3 separate regions of the Gossypium hirsutum genome follow, and regions 2 and 3 are each linked to region 1. Evidence: chromatin contacts called from public Hi-C data. All regions are on one chromosome and are shown on one strand. The core of a region is the stretch at or near the end of the contact, and the rest is flanking DNA. Distances in the headings are between cores, read along the strand shown.

What was found. Hi-C and Micro-C count contacts between places; a contact is called where the count stands out from the background.
Region 2: a Hi-C map of leaf shows a contact between it and region 1, with 5 times the contacts expected there. The contact joins the promoter of LOC107956267 here to the enhancer-like site in region 1. A contact is called at or near these places in 11 of 34 Hi-C or Micro-C datasets (callus, hypocotyl, leaf and 2 more).
Region 3: a contact with region 1 is called in a Hi-C map of leaf, with 2.4 times the contacts expected there. The contact joins the promoter of LOC107891093 here to the enhancer-like site in region 1. A contact is called at or near these places in 11 of 34 Hi-C or Micro-C datasets (anther, callus, hypocotyl and 3 more).

What each region holds. Positions count from the first base shown.
Region 1 is chrA11:91,303,683-91,307,558 of Gossypium_hirsutum_v2.1, forward strand. It overlaps the pseudogene LOC107956917. Among protein-coding and RNA genes, the nearest start is that of LOC121210750, 160 kb to the right of the region's middle. Within about 2 kb of position 1,734, at least 7 of the 9 cell types and tissues checked have an H3K27ac peak or open chromatin away from gene starts, as enhancers often do. A contact at or near this core is called in leaf, where this site is marked.
Region 2 is chrA11:91,051,075-91,054,950 of Gossypium_hirsutum_v2.1, forward strand. LOC107956267 (NADH--cytochrome b5 reductase 1) reads right to left here and starts at 2,031. Exons shown (of 7, transcript XM_041082251.1): 1 at 1,965-2,031; 2 at 1,758-1,848; 3 at 1,573-1,650; 4 at 1,126-1,206; 5 at 875-964; 6 at 162-227; 7 at 1-72. The coding sequence starts at 1,650. The coding sequence ends at 52.
Region 3 is chrA11:91,114,992-91,118,867 of Gossypium_hirsutum_v2.1, forward strand. LOC107891093 (NADH--cytochrome b5 reductase 1) reads right to left here and starts at 2,038. Exons shown (of 9, transcript XM_041082252.1): 1 at 1,612-2,038; 2 at 229-370; 3 at 21-111. The coding sequence starts at 1,726.

The DNA of each region.
Region 1 (3,876 bases), core at 484-2,983:
TGGGCCTTGAGCCCATTTATTGATATTTTTAAATGGTTAAATGCTCATCAGCCCTTCATTTTTTTTTCTTTCTTTCTCAGGCAGCCAACAACCCTCTTGGTTATTCCTCTTCTTCCTCTTCTTTTCCTTTTCATTTTCCCCATTTTTCTTTTAAATTTTCCATTACCAGCCTTAAGATTTTTTTAGAATCTTCGTTTAAAGAACCTCTTAAGCTCTATTCCCCCATCCATTTAATCATTCTCAACCTAGAATTTATAGAGTTTTGACAAGTGAAATTGAAACTAGAGTGAGAAAGCTGAGTAGGTGTGAGAAAAGGGTTGTTTAAAGTAAGGTTAGTAGAACATGGAACAACAAGCAAACCGAAATTAACATCTGAATAAAAGAAAAAAAAATACAAGTTTGAACTATAAAAACACATCTAAAAGAAAAAATAGAATAGTAGTAAGCTCCTACGAAGACATCATCTTTGAGCCACTAAAGCACCAACTAAAGCTTCTTTAGAAAGCCAAGAAACATGCCAAAAAATATCAATGGAAAGAAGACACCATCTTTGAGCCACCAAGCACCAACTAAAGTTGCCTTAGAAAGCCAAGAAACATGCCAAGAAAAATCAATGGAAAGAAACACCAAGAACACTGGGGGAACACAGACCAACAAACACCAAAAAAAAATAATGTAAAAAGGCTCCTTAAAGGTGCCAAAATCAAATGCACAAACTTCTAACCAGCAAAGAAAACACTTCGCAACCTCGAAAAGATTGATCAATACCAACTATCGCGGCCCCATCCATTGTATCAATTGCCGCGAGAAAACCTGAAATGATAAACCATAAACTCCCTCAAAACATACAAATCCAAGGCACTTTCTCCCTAATCCCCATTGAACCCTCCATTCAAGAAAAACTATTTCATTTTTCAATCCCATGGCCACAACAATTCTCATACAAATTATACAAATAAAAAACACAAAAGCTACATGGAAAAAAAAAAAAACAGCCCAAGCTCCAAATACAAGAGAAATCAAGCGTAAAATTTCACAGATGTCTTTGTCATCCCTCTCAATGATCCGCATTAACACAAAAATCACCTCCTCATCTGACCAACAAGCTATGAAACCAAAAGGTTTATCAAGCTCCAAAGTCTATTCCGCTTCAGCTCTCACTACTTTCCTTCGAACATTTTCGATGCCTTCGTCCAACAGCGATTCCTCGGCATCAATCTATGATCGCATCACTTCCACTTATTGTTTTCCATTTCAACACTCGATGTTCTTCCTCAATTCGTAATTATCCTATCCTTCTTCGCAGATCGCTTCAACACTTTTCATCTAAACTCTCAAGAATTTTGATAACCTGTCGAGTTCTCTCAGACCTGCTCAGAGATAAGACCCATTCAAAGCAACACAACACCAAGGATCATTACCCTACTCTGAGACATTAAACATCAATAATTCGCACACCTGCATATCTTGCTACAAATCCTTTTGATTCTTGTTCACCTATATCCTTTTGAATGTGGTATTCTTGTTCTCCAATGCATCCATTAAGCGTACTAGCTTGAATCCAACTTCTGTAACAAAACTCCAACAAATCTTAACTCTGCACAGGTCTTCAACATGTCGGTTTATAGCTCACTTCAGATCTAAAGAGGGAGAATTGTTATACTAGCTTGAACAAGTTTGGCTGACTTAGGCTAAAGCCCAAAGAAACATGTGGCTCATAAGGCCCAAGCTTTATTAAGCATTAGCTAGCAACTAAAGAACATGCCACATAAAGAGAAAAGTAGCTTTCGGCTTCCAACATACCCTATCAAAAAGGACCCTGACACTGCCCAAGCCACAAGGAACAAAATGGCCATATTCCAGACACATCAACATGCAAGGGGTAAACCAAAGCTTAGGTATAATACCGAGTATCTTCTTCCTCTCTTCATCTTCTTCACTTTATTCCGTGACTCTGTAAACATATCTCCTTACTTTCCTCCAGTATGATACACACATGCTGATTTAAGCATTGGGGAGCATCTTAGTGCCAAAATTTTGAGAGCCCCTGGCTTACATATACTTTATAGGAAGCCTAGTTATCAACCTGAGAATCTAGCCTTCAGCCCAATTCTTTACCCAAAAAGACGTAAAAAAGAAAGATCATTTTCTATTTATATTGAAAGACTGGTTGTAGTAAAATAAAAATGTATAAAGATAATATTATTTTTCATTTTTCCCCCTTCAAACTATTGCTATTATTATAAAATTTCTTCAACAAAGAGACCACAACATGAGATTGAGGAGGAACTTCAAATGAACTTTAAGTTTGATGGATACCATGTTATAAAGATAGTAACATGAAGTAGTTCAATTAAGCTTTACATTTTTTTGTGAAAACCATGTTTTATTTCTATAAATAAGTTCCCCTTGAGGGCTTCTTGAAAATAAATATTTTATTCACCCTCAGTATGGGCATGATGGTGGTGGTGAGATGCAGTATTTTCTTATTCACCCTCAGTATGGGCATTATGGTGGTGGTGAGATGCAGTATTTTCCCAGATATGGAACAAATTGTGAGCAAAATCAGTCTCTCTGGTGAGGATGATAGAGCGGTGGCCAGCATTTGGGATGTTGTGAAGCTCCACATCAGGGAATTTGGTCTTGATGTTGTGCCTAAAATCTGGTGGACTGGTTTTGTCCCTGCTGCCTACAATAACATGCACTCTTTTCTTTAATTTCATCAATGTTTCCAGGTTTTTATCCATTTCTTTTACTCCTCTGTATAGCACGTTATGTGTAGTATGCCACCCTGAATGATGGATATGCTTTGTCAAGTCCATAACCAGAAAGTTCACATCCCTGAATACTCACCAAATAAGACATCCGTTGTAATACGAAAAAATAATACCAATATCATATGATTGTTAAAACATTTTTTAAGATTATTTATTCTTTTTTTAATATATTAAAATCATTTTTGAAAATATTTTATTTAATATAAGATTAAAATTATAAAATAAAGAATTTCAAAAATCAAGATTTATAATTAAGAAAAAAATGAATATATTTTGTAATTAATTTTTACTAATACATTAAATAATTTTATAATATAAATTCAATTGTTAATTTTCATCCATCGATTATTATTGTTTAATGAAAGACATGGTTAAAATTGATTTTGACTACCTTGATGAGGTGAGGCGTTTAATAAGTGCTTCCCAAAACCTATGATTTCGGCACACTAATAAGCAGACACATCGACTCAAGTGTTCATACCACACCATGATCGACCAAATAAACGCCGTCGGCGGCCACAATCTTTTAGGTGTTAGCCATTTCATTGCCCTCATTTCTACTCCTTCCTTTGATGGAAAGTATGGCTGAAACCATTCAATTTTAATATTAAAAGAAAGGCATTGATAAATTTAAAAAAATTTTGAAACAATATATATACTTACAGGGGCAACAAGGGTGATAGATTTGAGGGAGCTAATCCAATAATACAGCCCATCGAGTGAGCAACCACATGAAATGAATTTAACTTATATTCAGAGATTAATGATTTCTCAATCCATTCCACGTGCTCTTTTAATGTGTATAAACTGTCTCTTGGCTTTGGACTTTTTCCATGTCCCAAAATATCTACTGCATACATCTGGTACTCTTTTATCTTCTTTGATTCTGACAGCTTTGGAAAAAGTGTTTTTGTCCAAAACGATGAAGAACTTAGTATCCCATGTATGAATATCACGTTTTCAGTTCGATTTGGATTTCCAATGGCTGTCAAAATTAAGACAAAAGTAGTTGTTAATTTTTAAAATTGTTGATGGGAGATTGTTTTCTTCGGCAGAAATCTTGAAAATGTAGCTTTATGGGATATTGACTCATCCCTTA
Region 2 (3,876 bases), core at 781-3,280, 250 kb before region 1:
TACTTGCATTGGTGCTATGCATGAAAAAGGGGAGAAGAATATTTCGGGACTTCATATTCCGATAAAACTTCTCTGCTCCTACGAGATTTACAGAAATCTGAGCCAGATAAAGAATGAAAGAAAACATGTTAGGAGATAGCCACATGAGAAAGGCAACAAACCTGGTTCAAAACGTAGTGGACTTTGAAGCGACCAGGGTAGTTGGCAACAAGGCTATCCAACTCTTCCTGCAAATAAACCACTTGAATTTCACTTCTTGATCCATTTCCTAATTCTTGTAAACTAGTCACTAAGCACCCATGGCCGTATTTCATCCTCAGTGTGTACATTCACAGCAGCCATAATAATCATTGCACATTGAATGTACAACATTCAAAAATAAATAAATCTATTCAAGGAAACTTGGAATGTGGTCTATAATAATGATAACATGGAATGGAAATTATAAAATCCACCATGATGTTTTTTATTATAAAATAAACTAAAAGTTCGAGTCATTCCAAGTCATACGAGGTGACCCTAAAGGTCCTGCCCGGGGTAAGATATAAGCACCAACAGGCATGTGATCTGTTGGTAGAGTGTTGGACTCTTAGTTCCAGAGACCAGGGGTCAAACCTTGGCAACATCAAAAAAAAAAAAAAAAAGGACATAAACAAGGGTTTGGGCCAATCATATGCTCCGACCCTGCTGCACCATACAAAAGGGTCAGGCCTAGTACACAATTCCATTCAGGGCCCAATATAGCTCAGCATTGCTCGTAGAGACAGGCTATTCTGTTCTCCACAATGGAAGACAGAAGAAGCCTGTCCGGGGTTTGTTACTTTGGACCAATTGAGTCGTTGAAAGATAATAAACAAAGTAGAAAGTAAAATACCTTCAAAAGAATGTCCTCATATGTAACATTGGCATAAATAAGGTGTACGTTTGTCATGTCTTTTGGGTTCTCCAATATGGCTCTGGCTACCTAATCACAAACCAAAACCAGAAAACAAATATCGGAGACATGTTATACAAATATTTAAAATTTTGCAATAGGCTAAAAATAAAAACATGTGAAAAGGCAACATGTCTCTAATAGGACCAAATACATTAAAAGAAGAACTAGTTGACAAATGATTGACATACTTGGAACATTGGAGTAATGCCAGAGCCTCCAGCAATCATCCCAAATGCTCTAACTTGACCAGGTTGATACCTGAACCGCCCCTGGAAGAAACAATTCATGGAACAACATTAAGAAAATTATAATCAAAGGTGAATTCTCAAGTTGAACAAGATTCAGACAAGGCAAAAAAAAGCCCTAGGCAGCAAGCCTTCGATAATACAAGGAAAGCGTTTAAACAAACATGATGTGTTTGTATTCTATAGGAAATGCATTGCAATGGTAAGGTTGCAATTTATGGAGATAATCTAATATTTCAGGTTGCAATAAAAGCAAGATAAGTAGCTCGCCTGAAAAAAAAGTTGTTGCTAACATCAAAAGCAATGTTAACAAAGAAACATGCAGGAAATGTAATGGAGTACACTATAGACAAGAGCACTCTATGAATTCATATTTAAGAAACTGTATACCTTGGGACCCTTCACAGCAAGATAATCACCAACACACAACTCTCTGAAATGGTGTAACATCCTTCCTTGAGGATACATCTACTTACAAGAAAATTTCCATCATACAGTTAGAAGATGGGAACACTCGTATATATAAATATCACACTAAAGTTCACTCTAACCAGCAAGAAATTTTAGGAAAGTACCTTAATAACTAATTCAAAATGACCAACATCAGAATCCAATGTAGTAGGCGTATATGGTTTAATAACCTCCTCACCTTGGCTATCCTTGCCCCTGTTAAGATGAGAAGCATCTAACTTGCATACTAGTCCAGTTCGCAAGCATTTGGGAAGTATCTAAAACCATAATATAAGAAGAAATACAAAAAGGATGAATACAATAAACTGAACCTGCAACATATATGCTGTTCGATGGGAAGACCCAAAACTAAAGTAGGAGTAGGAAGTTCAAATGTCAACTTCTGTCACATTATGACTTCCTTCTGCTTAGGTCCATTCTTGATATTTTTAGACTTCCTTCTGCTTAGGTCCATTCTTGATATTTTTAGACCTTGTGTGAAATAATAAATCAGTCCCTTTTAAAAAAATTATAAAATATAATATAATAAAATAAAATTATACTAGTAATTTTATTAAGTAATTTTATTAAATAATACATTAAGTGAATAACTAACAAAATTTAAAAAAATATATATATATCTCACCAACTCAACTCCACGTGTAATAGGATATTTTGCTGAAGAGTTTTGAGTTGTGGTCTTATTAGAATTTCGTATCCTCCCTAAAAAGAAAATTGAAGTACATCTTCGAAGGTTGTTTTCCACTCAGATTAAAATTCTTGAGTAGTCAAAAGTCGTTTACACCTCCACTCAGGGATCACCTGTAAATAAATAAAGGGTTTCAAGTTTAGATACGAGACGAAAATAACGACGATGGGTTTCAACTTTAGACAGCGAATAAGATACAATGAAGATCTTTTAACTGAAATCTTTCTTAAATTGCCCACAAAATCGCTTCTGAGATACAAGGCGGTGTCGAAACAATGGATGTATCTTATTTCTAGCAAAAAGTTTAGCCTCGCCCACATTCGCTCCTGGCATGCCAAAGCTTCTCTCAACCCTCGTGCTGTATTCCTCGATGTCATTGGGATTCCTTCCTTTAACTCGTGACTGCATCCAAGTCCCCTGCTGAGATTTTATAGATCTCCTCAACTAGATATTGCAATCGTGTCAAGGCTTGCTTCTTTGCGATTCCTTCAGTAAAAATCCTTATGTTTGTTTGTGTAAGGTTTTTATCTGTAACCCTGCTACCAGGAAATTTAAGATGCTCCCTCTTCCATTCCCTATATTTAAACAGTATGAGCTGTGTGGGGTTAATCTTGCTTTTGACCCTCTTAAATCATCTTATTACAAAATTATTTCAGTTTGGCAACAGAGACGTTATTTAATATTGGAGGAGATGGGGATGGAGATGGAGATGGGGATGAAGATGGAGAGGAAAGCTGAATATTTTATTGACATATATTCATCACAAAACTGTCATTGGAGTTACCGAAAAATCAATTTCAGTTGGGAAGAGGGTATGAAATTTTATCAAGGGGTTTTCTTAAGGGTACGATTTATTGGGAGAGTGAGGTCTTTGAATCACAATATTTTGATGTTGAAAATGAATGTTTGAAACCATTGACATCTGAGGTTCATCGCCAAGGGTATCGCTGGTTCGGAGAGTGTGGAGGCTATTTGAATCTTGTAGTTGCCCTTGTGCCTAGTCTTTTAGAGTACAGTGTATTTGAGATGGCGGAGGATCATTCCCATTGGCACTTGAAGTACAGTTTAAATCTTGAAGCTGATCCGTACCGTATTCTAAAGATGAAACGTATGGTATTTAAGCTCTTGTGTGTGACTCACTCCGAGGAAGAAGGAGATTCAATGTTTATAGTAGATGAAGATGGTACCGGAATATCTTACAACTTCAAGAATAACACAAGAAAAGATGTGCGTTGCACCATCCTCACCATTTCCTCTTCCTCCATTCAAGAATATTCTCTTCGATGCTCTCTATACTTCGAGACCCTTTGTTGTATGTGAAATTAGCTAATTTCTTTCCAAAAGCTGACAAAGGAAACAACCCCAGAGTGGAATAAAACCAATCCAGACTCTCAGAAGGGAAATTAAACTATTATCAGTGAAGGTGAACTGATGGACAAGAAAAAACAAAACTGTAAAAGAAAAAGAAACAGTAAGTAATTAGACGTCGTTAGTTTTGATTTTATGTTTCAGTTTTCTCTTGATTTCTGAATGGA
Region 3 (3,876 bases), core at 788-3,287, 190 kb before region 1:
AAGAAATTTCAGGAAAGTACCTTAATAACTAATTCAAAATGACCAACATCAGAATCCAATGTAGTAGGCGTATATGGTTTAATAACCTCCTCACCTTGGCTATCCTTGCCCCTGTTAAAATGAGAAGTATCTAACTTGTATAGTAGTCCAGTTTGCAAGCATTTGGGAAGAATCTAAAACCATTAATCTAAGAAGAAATACAAAAAGGATGAATACAATCAACTGAACCTGCAACTTATATGCTGTCCGATGGGAAGACCCAAAACTGAAGTAGGAGTAGGAAGTTCAAATGTGAACTTCGCCACATTATGACTCAGCTGCTGGCGCTTGACAAGCTTAAACTCTCTGAAATTTTCCGGATCAAGGCAACCTAAAAGCACATATGACAGCATGAGCAACTTCGTAATCAAACAACACATTAACGAAACTTATGGAAAGGAAAAATTTACACCGAAGTAGATTAAGTCTCAATAAGTCAACTTTTATAGCGGAAAAAAGTGGGTGATTGCTTTGCATTGTCAAAGAAAATCCATTTACAACAGAGAATAATACAAGGAACTGAGGATAACCACAGTTCAGCAAGTGCTAACAAGCCAAATTCAAGTAGATATGTCACCTAGACTGCTTGAACCTGCAACTTTGCCTAACTAGAGGTCATAAGTTAAAACGAACACAACAGATTTGTCTCTTGAAATGTAAGAATATACAACTTTGATCAGAAATTCAGAACAATTCACATCAAAATATTGCCCTATATTGATGCCAGTAGTTTTTAACAATTTTCTATTGCTCCAAGCTTACACTGTTCTTTATAAGCATTAAGCACCACATAATACCAGCCTTAGCCAATGATAAAGCTAACCCGCCAAGTTATAAGATTCAGTACGCAGGAATGCAATTTTTTACTAAGAAAAGGAAATAAATTAGTTTGCAATACTTGCTTCTGACAACTGTATTTGAATATTTCAAATCCTAAGATTACCTTATTAAGTGTTGGATACATAAATGTATCTGGCATTGGTATGGTTGCAATTTTCTAAGTTTTTCCATATATTTGGAGGACCCTTGGAGTCAAACATGGGTAAATCAAGAAAAATGAAGAGTCCGAGCAACATAGCTTCATGGACCAATACCTTACGGATAAAGTATCAGCCCGTGAAGAGTTAGACACAAACACAGCCATTCCGTCCAGAAAACAAGCTGTTAATATTTTATGTGACAGTCATTCACCGTCAAGCATTTCATTCAAACTACATAAGAAACAGAACTCAATCCTAAACCATATATTCAATCAGTATGCCAAACATTCAGAACCACAACAAATCAAGACCACCGGAAAACAGTCTATTATTCACTACATTCTTAACAACAAGCCATTAATCCATTTCAATACCTTACATGCCCTAAAAACCCATTGACCAAAATACAAATAAACAGGCCAAAACATACACAAAAACCCCGGGATTTAAGTACACGGTATACCTATTAGTTAACATTCAAGGACCAATCAATCAACGGGGAAAGAAAAGAAGAAACAATATTTGAACAAAATAAAAGAAATTTAACTGCTAAAAAAAACAGCATAAAGACAATTGAGTGTAAAGTCAAAACCTTTGGGTTTCCTGGAGGAAAAGAGATAAGCAGCAGCAACAAGAATGGCTAAAACAGCTACTCCTAAACCAACAAGAATCTGAACATCCATGGATTGCAGGAACTCCAAATCCATGATCTTAAGAACAAAACCCAACCCTTCGTAGCAATTTATAAAGAATAGGTTTAATTCCTAGTTTAAGTTTTGCTTGCAGAGAGGGGCTTTGGTTGGGTTTGGTTTAGAGGGAGAGAAGAAAAGATAGAGATGGGGAAAATGTTAGGTGTAGGCACAGTTCATAACTCTATGCAATGAGACCAAAGTGAAGGATCTGGTGTACCTACCACCAAAGCATGACTCTCTCCCAACTTATCATTCTCTATAGAATACAAGATATTATAAGGTAATTTATTATTTTTCCTTTAATTTATTATTATCCACAGTTCATCTGTATTTAAAAATCAAAATATTATATATATATTTAATAATGCAATATATCATTATTGCTGCAGCTAATATTTACTAATTTTTTTATTTGAAAGAAAATGACATTTAATATTAATCACTGTATTTTTCTAATGTCGCAATGGCAACTATGTGAGTCGAACCAAAGCCTGTTTTAAAATTTTTGTAACTAAATTAATTTATCTGCATTTGAATTGGTTTTATTTACTCATTTTTTCATACTTAATACCTTTTTGGGTCTCATATTATAGTTAAATTATTATTTTAGTAATTGTATTATTTTTATCAATTTAACTCTTATGTTTTTATTCTATATAGCTCGTTACACCAACCCCATTTTCTATTAAAAAATTAAATCAATCAATGGCAGGTTGTTATGTGTTAAAAATTCTAAAAAATAATTAAAATTTTAAAAAAATTAAAAATTCAAAAGAAATTTAAAATTATAAAAACTAAAAAAATAAAAATATGTTTTTGAATATTATAAAAATACTTTTTTAAAATTTTAAGGACACGAAAATTTTAAAAAAATTAAAAAATTCATAAAATTTTAAAAATGCATTTGTTTGGAATTTGGTTTTTAGAAAATTTTAGAATTTTATGAAAATTTTAAAGAAATTTATGGTTTGTTTTTCTGGAAAATTTAGGGGTTTTTTTTTTTTGCTTTTTTATGAAATCTTTTATACGTTTAAGGAATTTTGAGTTTTCTAGGTAAAAAAATACCATAAAATTCTTTAAAATGTTCATAAATTTCTAAATTTTTTTTTTAAAACCCTAAAATTCCAAACAAACAAATTTTAGAAAATTTGATTTTTTTTATACTTTTGACGTTTTACGTACTTGTAAATTTTAAAAAATAGATTAATAATTTTTTAGTTTTTAAATAATTTTATGAGTTTTAAAATATTTGGGAGCTTTTTAAAAAAATTATGATGTTTTGGAATTTTGATGAATTTTTTTAGTTCTTTTATTTTTAAAAATTTCAAGTGAATTTGAAAATTTTTTATACGTGACAGTTGTCATTGGTTGGTTTTGGGTATTAGGGATTACAAAATTAAAGTGGAGTCAAATTGATAACAAAAATAAAGTATAAGGGTCAAACTGGTAAAAAAAATACAAATATCAATGTGATAATTTAGTCAAACTGATATTTGGAATTAATCAATTTTAAGATTAAGCATTGAAAAAATAAGTACTGAAAAATTAAATATTAAAATTAAGTTATAAAATATATTTGATAAATTATATAAAATTAAATATAAAATTTAATTAGATTGTTCGCTAAAAGATAATATAATACAATAAAAAAATTAAACTTATTCTCTATTCAATGATAAGTTATTTATTTATCATTTTTTTACACTTTTTTTGTGGAAAACAAAATTCTATCAGATAGTTTTCATTATGAATAATCAAATGTATTTAAAAATTTTAAGTTACTAAAAATATTAATTTTTAATTAATTGAATTTTTTTAAACATTTTATCAAATGTTAAATTAGTTTTGTATTTTGTATATTTTTAATTTGTATGAAAATCTACCAACAATGGCCCCGAATTTCCTTATTGAACATTTTCCAACCATTTTCCTTTAATCCTTTTTGTACAAATTCAAGTCTTTTTTCCTCAAAAAATAAATATATTTTTTTATTGTAAATCTCCATAAATAATATATACATTTTGGAAAAATTGAGTGAACCAACCAATTGGGATTAGATTTATTAAAATAAAGAAATAAGGAGCATTTATTTACGTTAAAAGTTGCAAAAGCCAACAGTTTTGTCCGCACGTGGTTTTGGACTGCCTCATCTCTACTATTGGAAT